2 separate regions of the Mus musculus genome follow, and region 1 is linked to region 2. The links are chromatin contacts, called in public HiChIP or PLAC-seq maps. All regions are on one chromosome and are shown on one strand. Each heading gives the region's core, a stretch centred on a gene start, on an enhancer-like site or on the middle of the called end of the contact. The rest is flanking DNA. Distances are from core to core; before and after follow the strand shown. Region 1 overlaps Ak4 (adenylate kinase 4). Region 2 holds the start of Jak1 (Janus kinase 1).

Evidence for each region. HiChIP or PLAC-seq counts read pairs in DNA pulled down with a chosen protein or histone mark.
Region 1: an H3K27ac HiChIP or PLAC-seq map of embryonic stem cells shows a contact between it and region 2, with 7 read pairs. The contact joins the enhancer-like site here to the promoter of Jak1 in region 2. A contact is called at or near these places in 5 of 39 promoter capture datasets (the 3T3-L1 cell line, 3T3-L1-derived adipocytes, liver and 1 more), 1 of 115 datasets of contacts at active chromatin or transcription factors (embryonic stem cells) and 1 of 9 other capture datasets (pancreatic islet).

The regions. Positions count from the first base shown.
Region 1 is chr4:101,443,957-101,450,385 of GRCm38.p6, reverse strand. Ak4 (adenylate kinase 4) reads right to left here. Exons shown (of 5, transcript NM_009647.5): 2 at 3,107-3,226. Among named protein-coding and RNA genes, the nearest start is that of Ak4, 27 kb to the right of the region's middle. Within about 2 kb of position 4,520, at least 9 of the 459 cell types and tissues checked have an H3K27ac peak or open chromatin away from gene starts, as enhancers often do. A contact at or near this core is called in embryonic stem cells, where this site is marked.
Region 2 is chr4:101,263,723-101,270,775 of GRCm38.p6, reverse strand. It overlaps Jak1 (Janus kinase 1), which reads left to right and starts at 5,494. Exons shown (of 25, transcript NM_146145.2): 1 at 5,494-5,734.

The DNA.
Region 1 (6,429 bases), core at 3,271-5,770, 180 kb before region 2:
AGGGGGGAGACTAAGTCAGTTGGGAGACTGACGCACTTCACTAAGAACAGTCCTGTGATGTAAAAGACGGAGAACAGCTAAGAAACGCAAGCGAGGAAGGACATAACCCAGCCCATACGTGCCTCTGCAACTCAGCTAGACCACATTTTTTCAAGCTATTTTTGAACTTCATACTTCATGTAGTAACCTAAATATTCAGGCCCTATACACCAGCCGACGAATACCAGCAAAACCTCATTTACTTAAGCATTGCTCTCCTAAGCATTTTCATCCAGTCAGTCGGTTCATCCTAAACTCCTTCCTACGCCATCCTCCGCCATGAGTCAAATGCACAAACAGGTAAGGTGAGTGATCTACCTAAGGATGCACAGCCAGGAGCAGTCTGGCTGTCCGCAATACCCATTAGCCACCTCTTCTAAGGAGTTTAATAAGCGAATGATCTCTTAAAAGTACACAAATTTTATTTTACACGGCACGAGGCCTTAACTTAAGCACGTTTAAAGGAATTACTGACAGGTATTAGCAAAATCAGAGGTCATTTCTAATACACAAAAAAATATTTGGGAAATGAATAGTGGTCACACTTAGAACGCCAATTTGGGGAAGGGGGTCATTCAACTGTGACCCCTGCATGTAACTTGTTGGGCAAACTGTGCCAACTAATCATAGTGGGACGACTGTTACACGGGTAGTAACCAACTGCTTTCTGATTGGATTTGAGGTCCAATCTACAGAGGGAATTCACATCTAATACTGTAACCTTGTTCAACAGCCCAGTGGAAAAGCGATTGCTGCTGCTTTGCTAAGGGGACATGATGTGCCTGACAAACTGACTTCTAAATATTTACGTTTACGACCACAGATTAGTACTGGCATCCGGTCTGGTCAAAGACGCTTCTGTTTGCCATGGGTGACTGTTTAAGGAGAAGCTGTTAACTGTTCAAAGTGCTAAGGATAAGTGGCTCTTCAGTGTTCATCCCTAAACAGGACATCTGTGTTACCAACCCACCCACACTCACAACCTCACACACCAAGGTTCAGAAAACACCACGGAAAAGCGGGTAGGTGCTGGCTATTTATGGAAACTTGACACAAGCCAGATCACCTGAATTGAAGAAGGAACCTCAATTGAGAAACTGCCTCCATTAAGATTGGGCTTTAGGCAAGCAAGCCTGTGGATCATTTTCTTAATTAGTGATTGATGTCAGAGGGCCCAGCCCACTGAGGATGGTACCACTCCTGGGCTGATGGTCCTAGATGCTACAAGAAGGCAGACCAAGCATGGCCTCTGCATCAGCTCCTGCCTTCAGGTTGCTAGCCTGCCTGCCTTCTATGATGAACTGTGACGTGGAAATGTAAGGAAATAAACCCTTTCCTCCCCAAGATGCCTTTGGTCATGGTGTTTGAGATCACAGTGGAAATCCTAACTGAAATAGGGGGAGGAGCCTAAGAGCTAGGCATGGCACGGCCTTTGCACTTTTGACCTGCCTAGACCGGGCCCATCGGCGTTCTGTCCTGGGGAGGATCACAGGCTCTGCCCCTCTCTGAGGCAGTTATACAGACTGCTCCAGAAGGAAGAGACATTTTCCTCAGTGGAGCAGCTGGTGGTTAAGTTGCCCTCACCCATGCTCCTTAATGGAACGCACCCGGGCACATACAAAAGAGTTGGGAAGCGGGGGTGGGGGTGGAGAGGGTCAGCTGGAGTGGGACAACAGACGAAGAGTAAATATGATCAAAACATTTATGTACAAAAGTCCATAACGAAACTCTTAAAGGTATTTTAAGTCTTTCTCCATTAAAATGCTTCCCTTGGCTGTTTGGTCAGTGACACAGAAGTTGAGTAATGCCGGGCGGTGGCGTGGACACCTTTAATCCCAGCACTGGGAAGCAGAGGCAGGCAGATTTCTGATCTCAAGGCCAGCCTGGTCTACAAAGAGTTCCAAGACAGCCAGGGCTACACAGAGAAACCCTGTCTTGAAAAAAAACAAAAAAAAAAAAACAAAAAAAAAAAAGTTGAACAACACGCACACACACAAAAAAAAGGACTTCCTTTGTCTTTTTTGAATCCCACTGCACTGACTCTGTATTTACCCAATCCCCCTCCCCTCAAATGCATATTTTTTTTAATCCACACATTTTTCACCAGGGGCATGTCCATTATATTTTATGTGTGTGAATGTGTCCTCTTGCATGTTCACATGTATACCATGTACATGCCTGGTGCCCAGGAAGGCCAGAAAGGACTGGAACACCTAGAATCGGAGTTGGATTCATGTGAGCTACCGTGCTTCGCAGTGAACCTGCAAGACCAGCAACTGCTAACCACTGGGCCATCTGTCCAGAGCCAACTCACCTTTTTAAAAAATACTAATCCAACTCTTTCATCAGTAAAAGGTTGTGTCCTTGAGGGAAAAAAAATGTTTTCTCTTATAAATTTGCAGCTTTTTAAAAAACATTTCTTTACACAGATTTCTACTTTGCTGAGATAGATAAACCTTAAAACAAGAAACAAACTTTTAAACTATTTGCCAAAAATGGGGTCCTTGAAGACACAGCCCTGGCAGAAATTCAGAATGGAATGGCTGGATCATAAATATGCAGCGCACTACACTGTCCCACCAAGGCCCCACTCTGTTATCAGTGGCCTAGTATGTATTATAGTCCAGGCTGACTTACAGCTTGCTGTAATTCCCTGCCTCAGCCCCTCAAGTGCAGAGATAAGATGCATGCCCTCCACCGAGGCTACCATTTTTATAACCATTTCCTATGTAGTCAATATAGACTTTTTTAGACACCCTATCTCTGTTGATCTCTGGAAAAACAAGATAACTCAATTGCAATGCCAATGATGAAGAAGCCTCCTAGTTTAACATGGTATACCCAGTGTGAGTTCATCCCCGAATTGTGAACCAAGGCAATGACAGGCCTCCCTTGGTCAAAGCTTTCACAGTAAGGGTCAGCAGATAGAAAACTAAGAGGCTCCACGGTGCCAAATTATCATATTAAATCAATGATAGGGTTGGGGAAAGGAACAGCTAATAAACTGTAAAAACATTATGAGAGCAACCAAGGGTGGCCAAGTCCAGCCTGCCCATCACCCACTCACCATCTAACAGCCAGTGCTGGGCACTCCGAGTCTCCAGTTCTGACATCATTAGGCGTGTGATCACGTGATCTGGAACCAAAAGACCTTTTTCTAGGTACTGTTTTGCCACGTCACCAACTTCTGTTAAAGAGAGGAAAAAGAAACACTCAAGAAGGCTTCAAAGATGACTGCATTGGCACAAGCCTATAATTCCAGCACTGAGATGGAGTGAGGACGACCAGAAGTCCAATTAGCAAGCTGTAGGCTAAACTGGGCTACATGAGATCTGTTTTCCAAAATATGAGAGGAAAAGAATTTAATACACTCTTGGCAGTTTAGCCTTCTGGTTCATCATCCATGGCACAGTAACAAAGTTTGGATTGCCGCAGACCCTCTTGGTCCCTGTGTCTGCGTGGAACTGATTACTTGACACGGGTGGGCAAAGCGTGGATGAATGACAAACAGACACACACAGGAGAGGTCGTGCGGAATCTGAGTGTAATTTTCGAATCGAGCATCAGACTTTTTATGCAGAGGACAATAAGGAAGTTGGGTGGACAAATTCGCAAGGTACAATTGAGGTAACCATAAAACAGAGGAATGCAAACACAAAAGGTCTAATGGGAACCACCTGGGATAGAATTCATTGATAACAGCTGGGATCAACAAGGGCTCCACCTAAGATTCACTAATCTTAGAAGCCAGGGTCAAGGGCTTCGTGCCCTTGCCATAGTTCCTATTTTAGTCTCTTGTATAGTCCACCTTCCCCTTAGGCCATTGTAAATACGTTCGTATGGGTGTAACTTCGCTATAGTTCTATTCTGGTTTCTCCTTTGGTCTGAAACTTCCTTCTTCCTTAGTGATGGTAAATTCCTGTGTAAGGGAATGACTTAGCTTTTATAATCTTACTGAATTCCAAGCCCTTGATCTTGGTCAAGGACATTCTAGGACTGTTGGAACACTGGCAGAAGGCTTTAGCCATGTCAGAATTCAATTTTAAAAAGCACTTATAATAGGAAAATACTGAAAGAGAGCACGTGGATCCATACACTAGACTAACGTGGTAATAGAACGCGGGAATGAAAAATTAATGTATGGGTAGAGAACACTAGACTCCAGGAGGAGAGCTTCCTTGAAACTCTTTTGCGTCATGAGTGACTTTTAAGCCTTTTGGCTTGTCCAGCTGACTTGACAGGAGAGCGTAGCATTGGATGAAGGTAACTATTATAGTGCTTTATTTAATATTGGTTTTTACTATGAGGCATTGCTTTTAAACGCCTAGGAGATTATAAAAAGCAACTCTTTGAGATATCACAAGCACAAATACAAGAAAAGGAATGGTTAAGATTGAAATAAGGAGGGAGGTGGGACACAAAAGGCTTAGAAGCACTGGAGGTCACCAGGACAATGGACAATGACGAGAACAGGGCCGGAAGACTGGAGAAGGCTCAACCATTCCCGTGGAGACCTGCTGGGTTGCCTAAGACCCTGAGCTGTTATCTCATATCCCACATAACATCTCACTCAAAGGATCCAGTCACTGAGAATGACCAGAACAAGTGGCCAGCTATAAGGCCAACAGGTGTGTTGATCCTAGCAGTGCTGGGGGTGAGCCCAGAGGCTCACATACAGACAAGTGCAAGATCACTGAGCATCTTACACACCTGGCCATCCACAGGCCCAGAGGAAAGAAGTGAGAAGACACTTTGTGTGATGGGGGCACTCAGCATACATGAGAATCCTCAAGACTCACAGGTGGAAGGCACACCCATAAGACAGGGGGCTACATACGGAGGGCATGGCCTTTAAAGTAGCTTTAGAAAGGTCACCCCCAAACCCAAGACCAGTTACTTAGATTGGGGGGCCTGGTACCGACTCAAAATGTAGTCATGGCACTCCATGGAAAGCAAAAGACTTCAGTGGCATAGCAGAGCATTAACTAAGCAGGTGGATGTCACAGAGCAAGGCAGTGACACTGAAGCAGAATGGCATGGCACAAGCAAAGGAGGCTGATGGGGTCCCAGGCTTGATGCAGGAAGCAGAAGCACAGGAAGATGCCCTTCATCTGTCCCTTGAGAGTGTCCCTTGGCTTGATTCAAAGCAAGCTTAAAATAACCCCAGGGAAGGCACTCACCCCACTATGTGACTGAGAGAAGGGTTCAAGTGCAGCATAGGGCCCCAAAGATTTCAGGCAGCTGTGGCCCCCACCCCTGCAGGATGACAGCAACATGTCCACTGTCCTGACATGACATAGCTCTCAACCTCTACCTGCCACGAAGACCCACAGCCATCAGGATTAGCCCATGAAGAAAGTCCTCTAGAACAGAGCACCTTGTCATAAAACAGGTCACCCCCAAAACTGGCTCGTACTTGCCCTGGCCAGGTTACTTAGAAGAAAAAGTCCCCATTTAAAAAACTAATGCCAGCATGTTTTATTATCCAAATTCCCAAGAAGTCCAAAGATTGAATACACACACTATTACATTCATTCATTCATTCATTCATTCTCTCCTTCCCTTCCTCCCTCCCTTTCTCTCCTTCCCTCCCTCCCTCCACACAGGGGAGGGTGATGCCAGATAGAAATGGGGTATCTCTAAGTTACACAGAGTGGCCTCTATCTTGAAATCCATGTGCTCCAGCCTCCTATGTGTCAGGATTACAAACGTGTTCCACTTTTCTGGCTAAAATTTTAAACTGATATCTACAGAGCTTCAGCCAACTGGGTCATCGTTCCAAAATTCATGCTTCTGAGTTCTGTTAGCTCACATTTGTTTGAGGTTTTACAGTTGTGCACATTCATGGAAGCAACTAGTAGATTGCTGTGGTCAAATATGCCAGCCAGCCAGCTGCAAATGGGCAGCTTGCAGAGCCCATTGTGAGCATCTGTAAAATGAAAAGAAAATGCCTCTTTCTAGGGAAGGTGCTGCGTAGGGACACTTGGTACTGTCTAGGACCGGATATGGTTGCTGGTCTTGTGGCTGTGATTCCACTAAGAACTCACTGATCTGGGATGTGCTAGATGCCGGACCCTGCACCAGGGACCACTTGGCCTGACTCAAAGCTTAAAGCTTTCAACAGCAAAATGTAACAGCAATTTCTACCATTGGGGAAAAAAAAAAAGTCAGTAATTACTGGAATTAAATTACAAAGACCAGATGTAGTAGCACACACCTTTAACCCTAATACTTGTGAGTCAAAATTAGAATGCTACAAGTTCAAGTTCAAGGTCAGCCTGGTACAGAGTGGGGGTTCCAGGCTACCTAAGGCTACCTGTCTCAAAAAGACTGGCAAGATGGTGCCACCAGTAAAACCACTAAGCCTGACAACCTGAGAGATGCCCAGGA
Region 2 (7,053 bases), core at 4,245-6,744:
CATTTTGAGAAGCTCCTGAGGTTAAGGGGTGGAGGTTGAATCTAAAAGCCAAAACCTTAAGTTTTATGATGTTCTTTTCTCTTCCACAGCATACCTTTCTCAGGACCCCTAAGACATCAAATAGAATCCAGCATGGTTAGTGAAGTCAGAGAAGTGTGCAGTCCCTGTCAGCAGTAATGGGAAGGTGTAGAATTCTGACCAGACATGGCCTGGGGGGATTTTAGGAGGACGTGCCAGAGTGGCTTGAGCTCAGGAGTGGAAGGATACAAACATTTAAAAGCATGCATTGGAGAATTAATTGAGGGGCTAGAGTGAAATCGCCCGGATGGATTAAAGAGCTGCTTGTGGTTTTTCGAGTGAACAAGGGTGGTGGCTTGGACCACATGGTGGGGATGCAGAGAACTGCACTGCCAGGATAGATATCCAAGAAGAAAAATGATCAATATTTGCCTCTAGATCGATATGGGTATGAGTCTTTTTGTTTTGTTTTGGTTTTTTTTTGAGACAGGGTTTCTCTGTATAGCTTTGACTGTCTTGGAACTTGTTCTGTAGACTTGATTGACTCATGGAGATCCACCTGTCTTTACCTCTCAAGCATTAGGATTAAAGGCCACCACGACTGGCCAGCTGGGATGACTTTTAACTCCAGGATAATCTTGTTTGTTTGTTTGTTTTAACGATTTATTTATTTTATGTGGATTGGTGCATTTTTCCTGCATATATGTCTGTGTGAGAGTTCTGTGTGAGAGTGTTGTATCCCCTGGAGCTGGAGTTATAAAAAATTGTGAGCTGTCATGTGGGTGCTTGGTATTGAACTTGGGGCTTCTGGAAGAGCAGCCAGGGCTCTTACCCACTGAGCTTTTCTCTGGCCCTGTGTAATCTTGTTTTAGGCAGGGTTTCTTAGAATTTTTTTCTCCATGAGTAAACTCTTTGCCTGAGAGTTCTGTGCAACCATATCTATCTATCTATCTATCTATCTATCTATCTATCTATCTATGTATGTATGTATCTATCTCAAACATTTACCGATAACAGGTCATTAAGAATTGTATACTTAAAGAATTTTATTGCTTCCTGTTCTTTTTGTTGTTAGAGGTGCAATTATGTTTGTGTGGCTATCTTCTTTTGCGTTTGTTGTTTTTTCTAGGGTATAGTTATCCTCCTTGTGTTGGAGTTTTCCATCGATTATCCTTTGTGGAAAGATATTGTGCACATTTGGTTTTGTCATGGAATAAGTCGGTTTCTTCATCACTATGTCTTAATATCTCAGCATCAATGGATTTAATTCCCCAATAAAAAGACATAGACTAACAGACTGGATATGTAAACAGGACCGAGCATTTTGCTGCATACAGGAAATGTACCTCAGTGATGGATGGATCTAAAAAACATCATCCTGAGTGAGGGAACTCAGTCACAAAAAGAACACACCTGGTATGTACCTACTGATAAGTGGATGTTAGGCGAAGAGTGTGGAATAGCCACGAACCAACTCATGGACCACATGAAGCTCAAGAGGAAGGAAGACCAAAGAGTGGATGCTTCAGTCCTACTTAGAAGGTAGAACAAAATAATCAAGGGAAGTAGAGGCTGGGAGGGACTTGGGAGGAAGAGAATAGGGGGAAGGGAAAAAGAGGGGAAGAATCAGGTGTTGGAGGAGATGGAGGAGATGTACAGAGGGTCAGGAAATTGAACAGAGGTGTGTAGCAATGGAGAATGGGGAACTGGGGGTAGCAACCAGAAAGTCCCAGATGCTAGGAAAGCAAGAGCCTCCCAGGACCCCACGGGGATGACATTAGCTGAAATGCCCCACAAAAGGGAGGGAGAACCATATCCAGAGGTTAGGCATGGCCCCTGGGTTGAGGAATGGGACCACCCACCCATTTCCAAAGTTTTAATTTTAATTGCTCCTGTCTAAAGGAAATACAGGGACAAAGAGTGGAGCAGAGACTGAAGGAAAGGCCATCCAGAGACTGCACCAGCTGGGGATCCATCCCACATGCAGACACCAAACCCAGACACTATTGCTGGTGCCAAAGATGTGCTAGCTGACAAGAGCCTGATACAGCTGTCTCCTGAGAGGCTCTGCCAGATCCTGACCAATACAGATGCGGATGCTCTGCTTGTAGCTAACTATTGGCCTGAGCACAGGGACCCCAATGGAGGAGTTAGGGGAAGGACTGAAGGGACTGAAGGAGCCTTAGCTGGCATCAATAGGAGGGGAGGCTCTTCAGCCTGTGAAGGCTTGATGCCCCAGTGTAGGAGAATGCTAGGGCAGTGAGGTGGGAGTGGGTGGCTGGGTGGGTGGAACACCTTCAGAGAAGCAGGGTAAGGGGGAATAGGATGGGGGCTTGCAGAGGGGAAATCAGGAAAGGGGATAACACTTGAAATGTAAATAAATAAAATATCCAATTAAAAAACGAAGAATAAAAGAATTGTGTTTTGAAAGTAATTTTGATATTTATACACACACATATATAATTTTATCATTTATTTAAAAAGTGAGTTTTCTCACTAATCAAACTGATGTTTTCTTTGCTATGATAAAACGTTGACTAAAGACAACTTGAGGGAGCAACGGTTATTTTAGCTTACAGATTAGGATCCATTACAGAGGAGAGTCAAGGCAGGAACCTAGAGGCAGGAAATGAACCAGAGAACACTGAGGAGCACTGTTTACTGTCTTGCTCCTCATGGCTTCCTCAGTCTGCTTTCTTATAACTTCCAGGACCACCTGCACAGGGGTCTTGCCTACAGAGGGCTGGTCCCCTCGCATCAATCATCAACCAAGAAAATGCTTCACACCCTTGCCTACAGGCTAATCTGGTGGCGGCGTTTTCTCAACTGAGGTTCTTTCTTCGTAGATTACTGAAGTTCGCATCACGCTGACAAACACTTATCAGAACAGATGTGCTTGCTTGTTTTTAAACAACAAATTAAATAGCTGAATATTTGATGCTGTAAACTCGGAGCACCTTCGATGTCTTTCAGAGTTGACTGATGTTTGTCTGTGTCACCACTGGTGCTAAGGACCCCTCTTTGCACTGATATCACAAGGTCACAGAAGTATGTTTATGTCATTTCAGAAATTGCTGGGAATCCTGTCCTAATTGAAATTCAAAGCAAGATAAACTTTGGTTTCTGTGTGTGAAACTTGAGCAACTGAAACAGGACTTTTATTTTTTATTTAATTTAATTTTAACATTTATTTATTTGTGGGTGGGGGCAGTCATGTGTAATGTCACACATGTGGAGGTTAAAAGACAACTTTTGGTGGTCAGATCTTTTGGTTCATGATGTGGGTTCTGGGGATTAAGCCAGATTGTCAGGCCTGGTGATAATCTTGCCATCCCAGCAGCCTGTAAGCAGCAAATTTAAGAAATCATTTTAACAGAATTCAATCCAAACATATGCAGTTGGATGCATGGTGTGCAACAAGGGGAGAAATATTACTGAAAGTCTTCGTCATAACAAATGTTTTTATAAGAACAGCAAGCTTTCTATATATAGTAATAGAGAGACAGACAGACAGACACACAGACAGTACAATTCATAACAGGTGCATCTGAGCCAAAGTGCTTCAGGTGTTGCTTGCTGGCAGTGTGTGTTGTGACAGTCCTTACAGGTCCAAGTGTGTGTTCAGAACCAAGGCTGCAATGACATAGTTGGACACAATGGGCAGGCATGGCTAGAAATACCTCAGATTCATTATGTTTGATTTTTAAATTATCTTCGGGTTGTTACACATTTTAGAAACCTTTTACTTAATGACAATTTTGTGAGCACCCCACACTAAATCATGAAAAAAACCACAGGTTTGTAACAGGGCCCTAGACCTTAGCACAACGGACTCCATGATGGAAGTGCTATTCAGGGTATAAAACTCACCACGTAGACACTACCACCTGCTAAAAATGAAAACAAAGGCCCAATCCATCAAAGGCCATGGTTCTGGGAAAGTCTCTGAGTGTGCTAACCTTGCTTTTTGGCATCTGTAGCTCTGCGTCTGGCTAACTGTTCTTGTTAACTGAAGTATGTCAACCCAGGGCATGGTTCTTGTGCTTACAAGCTCACCCTGAGAAAGACTCCGGTCTACACTGGGATCCTGAACACCCACTGTAGTTGCTGGTCAGCTAAGAAAGTCTTTCTAAAGGCTTAAGCCCATGTCTGATCAGGTCTTCTCTGGCAAACACCCCACAAGTTTAAGATGCCAGAATGGAAGACACCTGAGAGCTACAGGGTTTTGTTTGTTTATTTTGTTTTTGTGGATAGGATAAGACTGAACAAACCTACTGTGAAAGATTATGATAATGAAAACTCAAAAGCACTGGACACAGATTAGGTAGGAATGGATGTTAATTCTTATTACTCTTTTCCATAGTTTGTTTCTCTCCCCTGCTCCTTTTGGAGCTCTTACACCACAGAACAGAGGCTGGGCCTGAAGAAACTCGTGGAAGCCGGAGGTTTTGTTTCTGGTTAAGTCCTCATGATGGTTAGTATTGTCAGTTTGACTATTAGAATCACCTAGGAGATCAGCTATACCTGTGAGGGATTGTTTAGATTAGGTTACCCCTTGGCCATGCCCTTCAACATTACCTAGATTAGGGTCTCCTAGAAGACTTGCTTTGCGCAGGGATTCTGTAGACTAGTCTATCCCCTTGGCTGTGCCCTTGAGGATTATCTAGATTAGGGTAATGGAGATAAGATCCACTTTATCTGTGGGCAGAACCATTCCATGGACTGTGGTCCTGGATTTAATACCCAGGAGAAAGCTAACACAAGAATTCATCCTCTCTTCTTCCTGAGCATGCGCGCAATGTGACTTTCCACCTCAAGTTTCTGTCATCACGACTTCTCATCATGATGGTCTGTGTTCGCTCCAACTGTACAGGGTAATAAACTCTTTTTTCCTTAAATTACTTTTGTCAAATATTTTATCGCAACAACTGACAAAGTGACTTTCGTTCTTGCTAGGCAAGTCTTTCCAGAACCATCTTCTAGAGTGGCTGGGATGGGGCAGATGTAAACACACAGGGCACGGATAATGCCTCCAAGGGCACAGGTTGCTCCAGAGGGCAAATTCTTATTCCCTGCGTGAGTGATTTCATCGCTCCTCTCCTCTCCTCCCTTCCCCTCCCCTCCCCTCTCCTCCCCTCCCCTCCCCTCCCCTCCCCTCCCCTCTTCTCTTCTCTTCTCTTCTTTTTTTCTTTTTCTTTTTTTTTTGGCGGGGTGGGGGGACAGGTCATTTCACAGAGATCCACCTGTCTCTGCCTCCCGGAGTGTTGGGATTAAAGAAGTGTGCCAGTATGTCCAGTTTGAGTTCAATTCTCACAAGCTACTTGGTAAGCGGAAGCGAGCGGAGACACTTGCTGGAGTGCGAGCCTGGGCAGGCGGGGACTCCAAGGTCCTCAGTCTTGGGTCTTGGCTCTGTCCAATTGTAGGAGCAGCTTCTGACGTCACGGGGGCTGGGCCGTACAAGGGGCGTGATCGTTCAGAGTTGGAGGGGCGGGGCGCCGGTGCGTTTTTAGAGCGCAGGCCGCCGCAGCCGCGGAGTAGCCGGCAGCCGCTGACGCGCCGCGGGGTCCGCGCCCAGCCTCGCTCGTCCTTTCGGTGCCTCTCCTTAGCCGCGGGTGTCCACGCCGGACCCTGCACGGCAGGCTGAGTTGCCTGCCAGACTCCTGACCCAGATCGACCCTGCGCCAAGGAGCCGCGCGGCCCGGCGCACACGGAAGTGGTGAGTGTCCCGGTGGGGAGGTGGAGACCGCCGTGGCCAGCTCGGGGACCGTGAGAGGGGCGCGGAGCCGGGCGGCCGAGCGGCCAGGGCGGCCGGGGCGGGGATTTCCAGGCGGCGGGGCTGCCGGGAGGCGAGGGAGGGCCGCTCCGCTAACAGCGGCCCGCTCCGCCGACATCCTGTTTATGGCCCCGCGGCCTGCGCGCCGACGGCCTCTGGCGCCGCAACAGCCCGGACCGCAGGACTCGCCGAGGGTCGTGGCCCGCGTTCACCCCTGGTCAGCTCTTGCGGGGGTGGGGGACTTTTGGGGTTTGGGTCTGCGTGGGGGCGCGCCCCGGGAACTCCGAACCGCAGCTTGCCGGAATGTAGCATGATGGAGGGCCATGGGTGAAGGGAATGGGGAGAGACGACTATAGGTCCTACCCGAAGGGACCCGATTCATCGAAACTGGGACCAGTGTCTGTGGCTCCCCAACTCCTGGCTCCGGTTCCGCGCGAACGAACGCCCCCGTCGACTCAGAAGCAGTAGGCACCCCTCTGGAGACACTCCCAGGCTCCTAGGATGATGAGTGTTTATGAAGGGAGTTCTTTAGGGAGACTAGACCAGAGGTGTGGTTATCTCCTGGTGCCTGTGTGCCCCCTTCGGAGGTGTATCCTCTGTGATTTCTCGGGAACTAGGACTGGGCCCTAATAGTCTTAATTCATGGCTGTGACCTGTCTTCTGCCTCTGCTTGGATACATCAGTATCCATGCTATTAAAATTCCTCCCCAGTCATAGAGCTCAGTCGCAGGTATTTACGGTAGTATAAAATTACCTTTACTTCTTTCAGGGAAGAAGGCATTAAAAACTTGGGCCGTTAAATAAGTAGAATGCTGAGACAGATAAAATTATCTAGTCTTTGGGTGTTGCCTTCCCCGTTTAAAAAGAAAATGTTTGAGTTACGGGTGGTGTAAAAAACTTTTTTCTTTTTCTTTTTAAATGAACATTTTGCATTGATTAAATTTTTATACCTTCCCTTTCTAAAAACCACATTTTGTGTTGCCTATTGCTTTTGCTTGTGGGGACTCTGATGTTTTCCAAGTACTGGAATTTGGGGCTATGTGGAGCAACTATGATCTTGTTCAAAATGTCAGTCAGTAGTACCCAAGTTGAGAGATCATGTGTGGTTACCAGGTAAAAAATTAGACTTGGGGCCCTGTGTGCAAAGTCATTTCATCCCTGGCTTCAGTTTTCCAACATCTAGGGGATACTTTTTTATTGAGTGATCGGTTTGTTCTCTTGTGCATCATGGTGAAGGTTAATGGAGACTGCAGGCCAGCATT